2 separate regions of the Sus scrofa genome follow, and region 1 is linked to region 2. Evidence: chromatin contacts called from public promoter capture Hi-C data. All regions are on one chromosome and are shown on one strand. Each heading gives the region's core, a stretch centred on a gene start, on an enhancer-like site or on the middle of the called end of the contact. The rest is flanking DNA. Distances are from core to core; before and after follow the strand shown.

Region 1 (6,880 bases), core at 3,448-5,947, 60 kb after region 2:
GAGTTTCCTATGGCTGATTCCTCTTCTTTCAGGTTTCAACTCAGAGATCGTCTCCTTGGTGAGCCTTCCCCGAACATTTCATCTAAGACGCTTCTACGCCCCCATCTCCAACCAATTACTGTCACCCAGGTTGACCGCTTATTCACAATCTGTAAACCGCTATCTTGTTTTTTAATACGTTTACTTATTATCTATTTCCTAGGCTAGAATGTAATCTCCGTAACCTCTTCTCTATTTACTGCTATATCTTCTGAACCAAGCAAAAAGATTTAACACAATGCAGGCACTCGACAGTTTTGAATATGTGAAGGCAAGAAGGAATTAGGAGCAACACCAAGTAATAAACATGAATCAGAGCCTCACGTTTGACACCCTCGTATCCTTGGCTGGTCACTGTCTCCATGCTCTTGAGTTTTCAACAAGGATGGAAAGCACCGGTTATGGCAGGTCAGAGGGGCTTCTAGAAGGGAAGAAGTGGGCTCACCTGGTGTATGGCGTTCAGCAGTGGGGAAAAGAGATCGGTGTCATAGGTGGAGTGTTTGCCTTGCAGCACAGCCACCAGCCTCTCCAGGCCCATTCCTGTGTCCACGTGCCGCTGGGGCAAGGGCTGCAGGCTTCCATCTGCTTCTCTGGCCAGGAAAGGTGTGCAAGGTGAGTCCTCCGCCCCGGACTACACACGAGGCAAGTGCTCAAGTGGAGTAAAGGGATGAGGAGGGGTCGATAGTGGGAGGAACCAGAGAGAAGTATCATCCTCTGCCCCCCACCCCCAAAGGCAGAAATGATGATGGCCTCGGGTCCTGTCCTTTCTCATAATGGGTGATCACCACCCTCACGCTTTGCTTGGGCCTTTGCCTGGACCCAGACACCCCCTTTCTGGGACAGAATTCTTTGCCTCACAAAAAGACATATCAAGGCTGGAAGAAAATCTTATAGATCATCAAGTCAACTCCATCATGATAAGAGAGCATATTCCGGACAGCAGCAGTGACTAGTTTCAACTGTCATGAGCAAAGATGAGGATTAAATCTAGTTACTAATTGCAAAGTGTTTAGAAATGTGTCCGGCACATTGTAAGCACTATTTATTTAAATGTTGGTTTTTGGGAGTTCCTGTCGTGGCGCAGTGGTTAACGAATCCGACTAGGAACCATGAGGTTGCGGGTTCGGTCCCTGCCCTTGCTCAGTGGGTTAACGATCCGGCGTTGCCGTGAGCTGTGGTGTAGGTTGCAGACGCGGCTCGGATCCCGCTTTGCTGTGGCTCTGGCGTAGGCTGGTGGCTACAGCTCCGATTCAACCCCTAGCCTGGGAGCCTCCATATGCCGTGGGAGCGGCCGAAGAAATAGCAACAACAACAACAACAAAAAAAAAGACAAAAAAAAAAAAAAAAAAAAGTTGGTTTTTTATAAAGTATGGGAATTCCTATTGTGGCTCTGCAGGTTATGAACTGGACTAGTATCCCTGAGGGTTCCATCCCTGGCCTCACTCAGTGGGTTAAGGATCTGGCATTGCCATGAACTGTGGGTGTAGGTCAGATCCCGAGTTGCTGTGGCTGTGACATAGGCTGGCAGCTGAAGCTCTGATTCTACCCCTAGCCTGGGAACTTCCATATGCCACAGGTGTGGCCCTAAAAAAGCAAAAAGGCGGGGGGGAGTTCCCGTGGTTGCTCAGTGGTTATCTAATCCAACTAGGAACCATGAGGTTTCGGGTTTGATCTCTGGCCTCACTTGGTCAAGGATCCAGTGTTGCCGTGAGCTGTGGTGTAGGTTGCAGATGCGGCTCGGATCCTGCATTGCTGTGGCTGTGGTGTAGGCCAGCGGCTACAGCTCTGATTAGACCCCTAGCCTGGGAATCTCCATATGCAGCAGGTATGGCCCTGGAAAAGACCAAAAAAAAAAAAAAAAAAAAAAAGATAAAAGTCTCCTGACTACCGGCCTTTTCACTTCCAGCCAGGGATTTCCCTCCTGCCCTAGTACCCCTTTACCTGTTGTGCTGCATGAAAACCAGATTCCAAAGCTCCACAAGCTGGGGGGCTCCCACCCCACCAGCCAGGTCATAGTGGATCTCTGTACAGGGTCCACAAGGGCCAGTATCCCCCATCTCCCAGAAGTTTTCTTGTGGTCCGAAGGAGAGCACACGGCTGGCAGGCACCCTGGGAAGAGAGCCAGGCAGGTAGCAGGGGAGACAAAAGCAGAAGCTGGGTCCCCCTCTGTTGAGGGAGCCCTTCCATCAAGCTCAGAAGGAGGAGGAAAGGGGCTGACCCTATGGTATTGGGATATACTGAGACTCTGAGGACCAGCCCTGGTAGTCTCTATTTTTCAGTCTTCTTGTTCTCCAGGAGTGGATGGAAGTGGGGGTGGACTCACCCTAAGTTGAGCCAGATGTCCCTGCTCTCCAGGTCTGCACCCAACCCAGCCTTGGGGTCACCACCAAAGTAGGAGACCCAGAGCCTGTCCTCAGGAATCCCATAGACCTGAGTCAGCAGTTCCCAGGCCATGCTGCAAGCCTCCTCCTGTGGTAGAAATCCATATGGAAGAGAAAGATGGGTGAGAAGAAGGCGCCGCAGAAGTGTCCATCAAGCCACATGAGTTCAGGCCTTGGCTCGAGACAAAACCATTTCCATTGTCCACCTTGTTTCCAGAACAAGCCATGGCCATTTCTGAGTTTGTTCCTGCATTGAAAGCTTCATTCCTTTTCTGAATCCTACGTTCTTCCAAGTTCCACCTTCTCCATGAAATTCTCTCTCTACCCTAGCCTGGGAATATTTTTAACTCTTGCACTTTAGTGTTACTCTCTAACCACTTAGTCAAACAATAATTATCAACCAACCATTAGGCGGGAGGCATAGTTCTGGCCCTCAAGGAGTTTACAACCCAATTAGAGAAGTGAGACCCATTCCTATTATAAAAGTTCATTTAGCCTCTGTGTCTGGTATGAGGCCCTGCCAAAGCAGACCCAAGGAGTGGAGACAGGATTAACTTTGACCCCTCTCTTGGTTGACGAGTGACCTTTTCCTAACTCCAGGGCCTCCTGGAGACTCACCTTAAAATATTCACCCCCAAAGGCCCAATTGCCAAGCATCTCAAAGAAGGTGTGATGGGAAAGATCTTGGCCCACATCCTCCAGGTCGTTGTGGCGTCCTCCAGCCCTCACACATTTCTGGCTGTTGGCCACACGTCGGAAGCCTGCCATCTCGCTTCGTGGATCCACAGTGCCCAGGAAGATTGGCTTGAACTGGAAACACATGTAGAGGGAGAGAGAGATATATCCTTGGCCCTCAGTAGAAGGGAAAGATGGGGAGTGGGGACAGAGATGGCAGTTCAGACTGAAGGCTGACTGCATCGCTGAGAGTACAATGTAGTCTTGGCCAAAGGGGCAACTTGGGAGCGTGGGGGCACCCATCTCTGGTAAATAAATCACGAAACAGACACTTTCTGCTAGTAAAATAGGCAAGGTAACAGGAGACGTGTTGGTGGCGGGAAACAGGGCAAGTCTAGGGACGATAAGTGGTGTTCAAAGTCAAAAGCCTTAAAGAAGAAAGACTAACAAATAGCATGTGCTCAACGTTTATTTTAATGAACCGGTTATCTTTAAAGAACTAGTAAATAAAGCCAGACTTCCCCCGCCAGTCTGCCTCCATGGGACTCCACACCCGCTGTTCCTGAACCTAAAACTCGATCTCCAAAGCTGCCGGGTCCAGGCCACCCTAAGCCCTAATTAGCGCCCCAATCTCTTAGCCTAACCACGCACAACCGGCTTTCCCCCCAGCTCCCCCAAAGCTAAGAGCTCCGCCCTTCGCTTCCTTTGCCCAATCCCGAAGAACCCCACAAACTCCGCCCCGGTCAGTGTGGCTCAGCTCCTACCTGGTTCATGCCCGCGTTGACGAAGAGCAAAGTGGGGTCGCCGCGGGGCCGCACCGAAGCGGACGGCACCAGGCGGTGGCCATGGCGGTCTCGAAAGAAGCTCAGGAAGGCGTCTCGCACGGCCGCGGCCTGGGTTGGAGGGGCCTCGGATGAGAGCGCCCGAAAGCAGAGGCCCTGCCATGGAGGCGACCTTCGAATGGCCCGCCGAATTCGCCCAGCTGCAGCTGCCACCGACGCCGCCATCTTAACTCGGGGCAGCGACTTCACGGAGTCAAAGGGCACCGCCGGGATAGAAGGTGGCGTGAGAAGGAGGCCAGGCATTTTCTACAGCGGCCCCTGGCGACAGGAGGACTCAAGGCAGCCTCCGCCTCCCGGTGGAGGTAATATAGGGAAGGAGGCTTCTTCTGCAGGAGTTCAAGTAGCCCAAGCGGCCTGGCACATAGTAGCCCCTTAATTCATTTGGCATTCAGCAAATATTCATTAAGAGCCTACTGTGTGCTAGGTATTGTTTTAGATGCTGAAGGTACATTGTAACAAAATTGACCAGAATCCCTGCCCTTCAGAAATCTATATTGTAGCAGTAATTGTGTTTATTAATTTTGCAAGATTACAAATGGAGTTGCAGTGAACAAGCATGAATTCAGCTCTGTGTGGTGTGTGTGTGTGTGTGTGTGTGTGTGTGTGTGTATGTGTATGTGTTTCCCCGGGTGAGGTGAGAGGCAGAGATGTCCAAGGGAGGTGATATCAGCATTCATTCAAGTCATTCGGAATTTCCTTGTGTCTCGGTGGAAACGAATCAGACTAGTAACCATGATGTTTCAGGTTCGATCCCTGGCCTCGCTCAGTGGGTTAAGGATCCAGCGTTGCTGTGAGCTGTGGTGTAGGTCACAGACGAGGCTCAGATCCCGACTTGCTGTGGCTGTGGTGTAGGCCAATAGCTACAGCTCTGATTCGATTCGGACCTCCATAAGCTGCAAGTGTGGCCCTAAAAAGCAAAAAAAAAAGAAAGAGTCATTCGACAAATATTTATTGAATACCTACTATGTGTCAGGCACTGTGTGGGCAATTTCCTTTGCCCTTGGCATTGGAAATGGCCATTTTGTTCGTAGGGACTGAAGCAGGTCCTTTGGAGCAGGAGTCGAGCTGATGAGACACAGAAGCCAAGCAGCATCTGTTCCATTATTAATTGCTTAATAACATTTGGTCTTTTAATTTGCTTGGGGATTAGAGAGAATCCTGGTTGTCAGGTCTAGAGGAAGCCGTTGGCTGATAGCTGCTGAGATTTCTCTCTCTCTAAGCCTCCCAATGCCCTTGAGTTTTGTGTGTTTTGCTTTAGCTAAGAGATACCTGTTCCACCTTCCCTTCTGTCTCTCTCCATGGTGTCTGCTGTGACCTTGAGGCCAACAAGGGCCCTTGTGGGCGGAGCTGGGGTCTTCTTGGGACTTCTCATGATATCCTCTGCTCTTCGTTTGGAAAATTAAGCAGATAGAGAAGAGAATTTGCCAACGTTAAAGCCCAAAAGGGGGCAGTTCCTGTCGTGGCTCAGCGGTAATGAACCTGACTGTATCCAGGAGGACGAAGATTCGATCCCTGGCCTTGCTTAGTGGGTTAAGGATCTGGCATTGCTGTGAGCTGTTGTGTAGGTCACAGATGCAGCAGTTGTAGCTCTGATTCGACCCCTAGCCTGGAATCTTCCTCATGCTGTGGGTGTGGCCCTAAAAAGACCAAAAAAACCCCCGGAGTTCCTGTCATGGCTCAGTGGTTAATGAATCCGACTAGGAACCATGAGGTTGCGGGTTCGATCCTTGGCCTTGCTCAGTGGGTAAAGGATCCGGCCTTGCCGTGAGCTGTGGTGTAGGTTGCAGACGCGGCTTGCATCCTGTGTTGCTGTGTCTCTGGTGTAGGCTGGTGGCTTCGGCTCGGCTCCCATTAGACCCCTAGCCTGGGAACCTCCATATGCCTCGGGAGCGGCCCTAGAAAAGACAGAAAGACAAAAATAAATAAATAAATAAAATAAAATAAAATAAAATAAGATCCAAAATACCCCCCAAACAAAAAAACAAGCCCAATAGGGGTAGCAGAGCTGAAGTCAGTGCCATCCAAGGCCTCAACCATTCAGGTGGGCTTTTTTGGCCACCATTCTTTGTGAGCTATGTTATTTAGGGATTTTGAAACACAGTTTCCCTGGTAAATGTGTAGTCTTTTTTTGGACTTGAGTTTCTATAGTGATAGTGAATTCTCAACTTTGTATTCTGACAGAGCCTATAGCTTCGATCCCATGATCCTCTGTTTCTTCCCTTGTCCCTATAGATTTTTTTTTTTTAATTTTTTGTCTTTTGTCGTTTTAGGGCCACACCTGCGGCCTATGGACGTTCCCAGGCTGGGGGTCTACTCGGAGCTGTAGCTGCCGGCCTACACCACAGCCACAGCAACATAGGGTCTGAGAGGCGTCTGCAACCTACACCAGAGCTCATGGCAACGCTGGATCCTTAACCCACTGAGCGAGGCTAGGGATCACACCCACAATCTCATGGTTACTAGTCAGGTTCGTTAACCACTGAGCCATGATGGGAACTCCTGTCCCTGTTCATTAAAGGTGTTGTTTTGAACGTGTGTTTTGCCTTTATTGGTTTTTCCAGTATTTTTGGAACAGGAACCTAAAGCCAGATGGGGATTTCTGTGAGGTTCATGATCTTGAAACAAGACTGTGAAATTCTTCCCCAAACTGAGATGGAAGTGTTTTGCTAGAGAAATCTTGCTGGTGTCTCTACCCAGTACCAATGTCAGTATTTTTTTTTCTTCCTTCAGATTTTCCCCAAAAAGTCTTTGCATTATAGTAGGGACTCCATGTTTTTAGACCATTGTGGATCTAGTGTGGAACCATAGATCTTTTTTTTTTTTGTCCCCAAAGAGCTTTAGTGAAATATAGTTCATGTACTATACAATTTACCCACTTAAAGAGTACAGTTCAGGGGGAGTTCCCCTCGTGGCTCAGTGGAAACATCTGACTAGTATCCAGGA
Region 2 (6,571 bases), core at 2,979-5,478:
GCAGCCCCCAGTGGCCCTAGCCCACCTGGTCTCCTCTGCTGATGTCTAGTGGTTTTATTTGTTTTTCTGTCTAAGGCAGGCTACAGGGGCCGCAAGCCCTAATAACCCTTCCCACATTTGACACTGGGTTTGGGTGTCGTGTACTGTGCTCGTTTATTTTGTTCTGAGATTAAAGTATGCAAAATAAAGAAGATGCAGTTTTATACAGTTCTGCGCTCTCGTAAGTATATACAACACTGCTTTTGGAGTTTCCCTGGCTTCTCACTCCCTAGTCTTGAGTACAGTCACATGGTACATGGGGGACATGGTTACTGCTAACTATGTGACAAGCGGTAGTTTTGAGCTGCCATCTGTACAACACTCAGTCCCCTTCCTAAAGGATATATAGATGGCCTTCCACTCACAACAATTTTTTGACTTTACTATGGTAGCATGAAAGCACACATGCAGTAGAAATTTTTTTTTTAAGGCTGCACCCCACAGCATGTGGAGGTTCCCAGGCTAGGGGGTCTAATCAGAGCTACACACATTGGCCTTTGCCACAGCCACCCCAGATCCATTGAGCGAGGCCAGGGATTGAGTCTGCAACCTCATGGTTCTTAGTCAGATTCTTTTCCACTGCACCATGATGGGAACTCAGGAGAAACTACTTTTCAGCTTTGATCTTTTCCTGGGCTGACAGTATGGCTAGCTACGAGAGGCGCAAGGGTAAGGTAGCTTGTGAGTTTTCAGGTGGGCTAGCCTAAGCTGTGATGTTTGGTGTATTTAAACACATTTTCAATTTCTGATGGGTTTATTAGACATAACCCCACCTTAAGTGGAAGGTCAACCGAAACACAGGACTAAAGCCTGTTGCAGCAATTTAATTTAATAAAATAAAATTATAAGAGCAAAAGTTACATTTCCGAAGTACCAAAACCTGCAACAGGCTCAAGGAGAGCCTAGGGATCCAGGAGCACAGAGGGAGGAGGTGGTGCTGGGCAGGACAGCCAAGCCCCTCCCACGGCACAGCACCTTCCACTTCCTCTCCTGGGAAAATGGCATGTGGAGCCTGTGCCGCGCTTGTGCTTCTCTCACCAGAGATGAAGTGCAGGTCTCTTGAGTCTGAGAGGGTAGATATTCACGGTAGGGGCCAATGGTGGGAGGGGATCTGTTAAGTGCTGCTTCCTCACAAGCCACACCTCCCCCCTCACCTTCACCTGGGGACTGCCAGAATGCTGCCCTCTAGAGGAAGGGGTGCCTAAGGCAAAGGGGAAGGCTGCCTGCCTCGGGGCTCCCTGCCCCCAATGCTGGTTTGTAATACTGAGAAACCTGCACTTTGCCCTGGAGCCAGCCACCTCCGAGAAGTTACAGTAGGAGAGGAAACTGGTACAGTGGGTCCTATTCACTTCATCCTTCAGGTCCCTCACACCTTCTGCACAGACGACTCAACAGGCACAGCCTTCTTTCCCCGCTGCTTTAGACGGCCCCGGGCATAGACTCGGAGCAGGAGGGCAGCAAAGACCACAGCCACCCCCAGGCCCCCCACCACAGTGATAGTGTGGCCATAGAGGAGGCAGGAGAGGAGGATGGCAAAGGCCTGGCGGAGGGTCATGATGATGGTGAAGACGGCAGCCCCAAACTGCCCAATGGTATAGAAGATGAAGAGCTGGCCACATGCGGAGCAGATGGACAACAGCAGAGTGTGCGCAGCAAACTCGCTGTGCCGGCCCATGAAGCGGACCCCCTCCAGGAGGGCCCCCTGCTCTAGCAGGGAGCCCACTGTGAAGAGGCAGGAGAAGAAGTTGACCCCAAACATCATCTGCACCGATGACATCTTATACGCGAACAGGGCATCCTGCCAGTTGGAGGTGAAGCTGTCAAAGGCAATGTATCCAGCCAACAGGATGAGGCCTGAGAGTGTGGTGGCCGGGGAGCTGTGGGGCTCCGGTCCGCTGGACAGCAGAAACATGCTAACCCCGATGGAGATAAGGCCAGCTGTCAGATACTCCCAGTGCTCATAGCTGCGCCGAGACACCAACTTTCCCATCAGCATGACAGGGATCACCTTGGAGGCCTTGGCCAGCACCTGCGTGGGGAAGCTGACAAACTTGAGAGCTTCATATTGGCACCAGCTGCTGAGCACATTTGACAGGCTGGCAAAGGAGTACCGGTACATGGGTGCCCCATGCCGGGGCTGCTTGCATAAGATGCAGTAGAAGCCAGCCACAATCAGTGCCAGGACGCGGTTCATTAGCACCAGGAACTGTGAGTCTGAGAAGCGCTCACCTGGCGACGTGGCCGTGGCCCCGTAGCTGCGGGTCATCACTCTTTCCTGCAGCACTCCCCAAGTAAGATAAGACACCTGGAAGGGGAAATAAGCAAGAGAAGGGAAAGATGGGCCGAAAAGCACCCCAACGACCTCTTCCTTCCTCAGGATGATGTCGAAAATGATGAAGAGAACAGAATACACATGTGGATTCCTCTGCGGTAACTAGCAATTTCTTCTCCCCTCCAAAACCTGGATTCATCTTGCAGGGAATCAAGTGTGTGTAAAACACAAGAACCAATGCTTTAGGACTGACCAGACCTGCTTTGTCCCCACAGCAGGGTATGTTAGAGCGGACTCCATCCCAGTATTTTCCTATTTTCAACCAATTCAGGGAGGCAAGACTTCTTAAAGCCTGCACACCTGTTCCACGTGGTATACATGGTGGAACCAGGAGTGCCCACCCCAAGACGCTGTAAGGTCAGCATCTCAGCCTACTCCTCACATGGCAGCAGTGGGAGGAGTCTGAATGGTCTCCCCAAACTTTTATCACTGGGTTTACAGTGTATGAGACACATCACCGCAAGGGGAAGGGCGAAATCACAGAAAAGAGGGCCAGAAAAAAGAAGAAAGAAAAGGTGGCTTTTCCTCCAATCACCTCCAAGAAGAAGGAGTGCCTCTGGGAGGAAGTGGACACGAAAGCTTTGGCTCCACAGAGTCCCTGCCCGCCGGGGCCCAATCTAGGAAGAGCAGAAGAGTCTGCCTACCTACCTGGAGCCCCGAGGCACAGAAGAGCAGCTTCAGGGCCTGCCAAGTAGGACTGGTCTCTGCTGGCTCTGACCGGGGAGCCAGGGGAACCTCGTCCGTGGCCTTAGGCTCATTGCCAAACACACAAGTTTTCACGAGGGGAAAGCACAGACCCCTGCCTGGAGGAAGCACACAAAGTCAAACCCTAATTTTCTCCCCAGCACCTCATCTTCCCCAAAGCCGCCAGCCCGCCCTGCTGTCCAGCCTCCTGGCCACCCTGCCTCCCTTGCCAAGCCACATCCCCTTTGCACGGCTGGCCAACACTCGTAATACAAACGAACACACTTACCCACCCTTTCCCCACACACCTGTCTCTAGGTAGTTCTTCCGCCTGAAGTACTGCACCAGCAGATAGCCAGGTACCATAAAGCTCGCATAGCCAGCCGCATTCACCAAAAAGCGGAAGAACCATAGCTGGGTCCACGGCTCTGGAGGGGCTTCGGGGTTCTCCCCACCTGCCCCCGCGGAGGGGAGCGCAGCCAGCACCAGCACTGCCCACCACCTGCGAGGGCCGCCGAGAGAAGGGTCAGGGTGCAGAGCTCCTCGTCCTCTGGACCCTCCAGAGGGAGGACACTGGAGAAGGTCCCGGAGTCTCTCCTCCCCGCCCCCCTCAGCTGTAGCCCAGGGCGGACAAAGAGCCTCTCACTCTCCTGGGGGAGCCAGCGCGGGCCGGGCAAGGCTCCCTCCGTCCCCGAGAGCGGACCCGCCCCTCCCGCCACACAGGTCCCCTCTGTTCCTTCCAGCGCCCGCCGGCGGCTCGGGGCAGAGGCGGCGCCCCTCGACCCCGCCCTCCAGGTTCTTGGAGCGCCACGGTGCCCGGGCTTCCCCGCCTGACACCCCCCGGGCCCCAAGAAGCACGCCACGCCGCGCCCCGACCCATGACGGCTCCTTCCCGGCCGCGCTCGGCCAGCCTCCCACCCCGCAGCTCGGACCCCAGTCGGCCCCCCGCACAGAGGAGCGGCGGTCACGTGGCGCGGTCACGTGGGCTCGCCGCTCCCCCCCAGCCCCTCACCTGGCATCCATGGTCCGGGCCTCGTGGGGCGGAGGGGGGCCGGGGATTGCGGGTCCCCGGGCCGCGCGCTCCCTCCGCTCCAGCGGCGCCTCCAGGAGCAGCAGGCGAGCCGCCGGCTAGCGGAAGTGCAGCGCTCTTCCCGCCTCCCTCCCGGGGGCCGCCCCTCCGCCCCCGGCCGCGACCACGCAGCGCCTCGGGCCGCCGCCGGGCCACAGCGCCCCCGCGCGGCCCGGAGGGAGACCCGGCTCAGCGCGAGGGGGCCAGGCTGCCCCTGCGCGGGGCGCGCTTCACCTCGATGTCTGCTCCTGCTTGGTCATCGCTCTTAGGTCTCCCCGGTGGCCCGGAAGGCATGGTGACCACCAACATCATAGGGACGGGGATATTAAGTACATCCCAAGCACATCCCCTTAGGTCAACCATTTTCCCGTTTTCTGGCAGGAAGATGTCTCCTTTTTGCGAGGGGGACAGGCAGTTCTGTCCTCCCAGCCACATGACCTTTGAGGCTCTGCAAGACCTGGCCCCCAGTCGACCTCGCCCACTCACCCACCCGCTGCAGAGCCCCACTGGCATACTCTCAGTACCTCTGATTCACCAAAGGTCTTGTGGAAAGCTCTCCCCCGATCCCTTACTCATCCTTTGTGCCAGTTGAGATGACATGATCACCCCAGACCACCTGAAGTATGGCCCTCCAACCGCTCCATTGTTCTCCCTCCTACTACTCTTTTCCTTCCAAATGCAACTTGTAATTACGTATTTATTTGGATGTTTATGATTTGGGGGGGGGCAGCACCTGTAGTGTGTGGAACCTGCACCACAGCAGTGACAATGCCAGATCCTTAACCTGCTGCAGCCCACGGGTGCTCCCTGGATGTCTATGATTTCATTGGCTGTCCCACTCACCAGGCTATAGTCCGTAAGTGGCCAGAAACGGTGTTGGTTTATTCCCCCATAGTCTTCATCCCAGCATAGGCCTGACCTCATAGGCCCCTCAAACACATGTGGAATGAGAGAAAAAACACACAAGGCCACAGCTCTTTGCGTCACCCCCCCCCATCCACAGGCTGGCCTTTCTCTCCAGGCTCCCCCAGGGCTGTGGGGAGGTCTCCCATTGGCATCTTCTCACTCCTCTTTGTCTTCCTCCATCCCTCTGCCTTGCCACAGAAAGGACAAGGGTCTGTGTTGGATGGAGGGGCCCGAGAACCCTTGGCCTCCCTCCCCTCCCCAGCCAGGCCTGTCCTGCTCAAGTGACAATTTCCCTCTCTGCCTCCACCACAAGGTCACAGGGAAGGCCTTTCTCAAAATCCCCAATGCACACAGACAAGCACGTGCCACAGAACAACTTGGGGGCTCGGGGCGGGGCGGGGGGGACTTTTTAAAAGTTTCTGCTGTTTTAGTGTCATGGTATTGAAATTTCCCCCTCCCTCGAAGGCTCGGTTCAGGGCCTTTTGTGTGAACTCGGCAGTGAGATGGACCACCTTAGGGCCCTGCTCACTCACAGTTCAGGATCTCTCCCTAGTCAGGAGAGTTCACGTTGTCCAAATGGATGGCCACTTCAGGATGGCCCCATGTGGGTGGAGGCAAGAGCCTCCACCATCCTCGACAGAGGTGATCAGGCTTCGCTCAGGCTGCCTGGGGCTTTAGGGGTCCTTCCAATTCACCCAGAAGCTCTTCCTTCCAGACTGGCTCTTCCTTGCGATCCCTCCTCTCAGCTGGGGACTGTGCTGGCCTCAGCAGTCCCCAGGACACCGGAAGGACGCATGGTCTGGGCCCAAACTGCAGCAGCTGTGGCTCCAGCTTCCAGAGGGGAAGAGGTGGAGCGTCCGGGGCCCCAGAACCTGTCCTGGCTTCAGTCGGCACACAGCAGTGGCTTCCCGGAGATCTTCAGGTCATCAAAGGGCAAAAGGGCAAAGGGCTGAGGGAGAGGAGGGAGAAAAGCAAGATCAGGACCTGTGGACGAAGGCAGCAGTCGGGGAGGGAGCTGGGCTGCCTATCAGGCCCTTTCCTCCCCCACAAGCGACAGTTCCAAGACATCAGGGAACAAATCTTCCTACTAATGCCCAGAATACTGGCCCCTCAGGGCTACACAGAGCCATGAGGTCTCAGGCAAGCCCTTACTCTCTAAGATAATGCCAGATATCAGATCTAAGAAGCACATAGGAGGTGATCCAGCCTATGGGCCTGTTTTTTTGTGTTTTTTTTGGGGGGGGTGTTGGGAAAAGCTACAAAACATTTTGAATATTTTTTCAATCGGAACATTTAAAATAGGAAAGATGGTATCGAAAAATCTAGGTTTCATCGCTCTTTAAAAATTCCAAGACTGGGAGTTCCCATCATGGCTCAGCACAAATGAATCTGACCAGTATCCAGGAGGACTTGGGTTCGATCCCTGGCCTTGCTCAGTGGGTGAAGGATCCAGTGTTGCCATGGGCTGTGGTGTAGGTTGCAGACCCGGCTTGGATCCCACATGGCTGTGGCTGTGGCCGGCAGCTGCAGCTCCAAATTGA

What was found. Promoter capture Hi-C pulls out the DNA fragments that hold promoters and counts their contacts.
Region 1: a contact with region 2 is called in a promoter capture Hi-C map of liver, with 4 times the contacts expected there. The contact joins the promoter of AARS2 here to the promoter of SLC35B2 in region 2. A contact is called at or near these places in 2 of 5 promoter capture datasets (fetal liver and liver), 2 of 47 Hi-C or Micro-C datasets (alveolar macrophages and fetal liver) and 1 of 2 datasets of contacts at active chromatin or transcription factors (alveolar macrophages).

The regions. Positions count from the first base shown.
Region 1 is chr7:39,309,599-39,316,478 of Sscrofa11.1, forward strand. AARS2 (alanine--tRNA ligase, mitochondrial) reads right to left here and starts at 4,698. Exons shown (of 22, transcript XM_001929593.5): 1 at 3,860-4,698; 2 at 3,039-3,230; 3 at 2,363-2,508; 4 at 1,981-2,148; 5 at 485-629. The coding sequence starts at 4,180.
Region 2 is chr7:39,250,271-39,256,841 of Sscrofa11.1, forward strand. SLC35B2 (adenosine 3'-phospho 5'-phosphosulfate transporter 1) reads right to left here and starts at 4,229. Exons shown (of 4, transcript XM_003128416.3): 1 at 4,068-4,229; 2 at 3,364-3,557; 3 at 3,020-3,174; 4 at 1-2,344. The coding sequence starts at 4,078. The coding sequence ends at 1,406. NFKBIE (NF-kappa-B inhibitor epsilon) reads right to left here. Exons shown (of 8, transcript XM_021100039.1): 8 at 4,808-5,979. The coding sequence ends at 5,914. It overlaps HSP90AB1 (heat shock protein 90 alpha family class B member 1), which reads left to right. Exons shown (of 12, transcript NM_001244433.1): 12 at 1-209.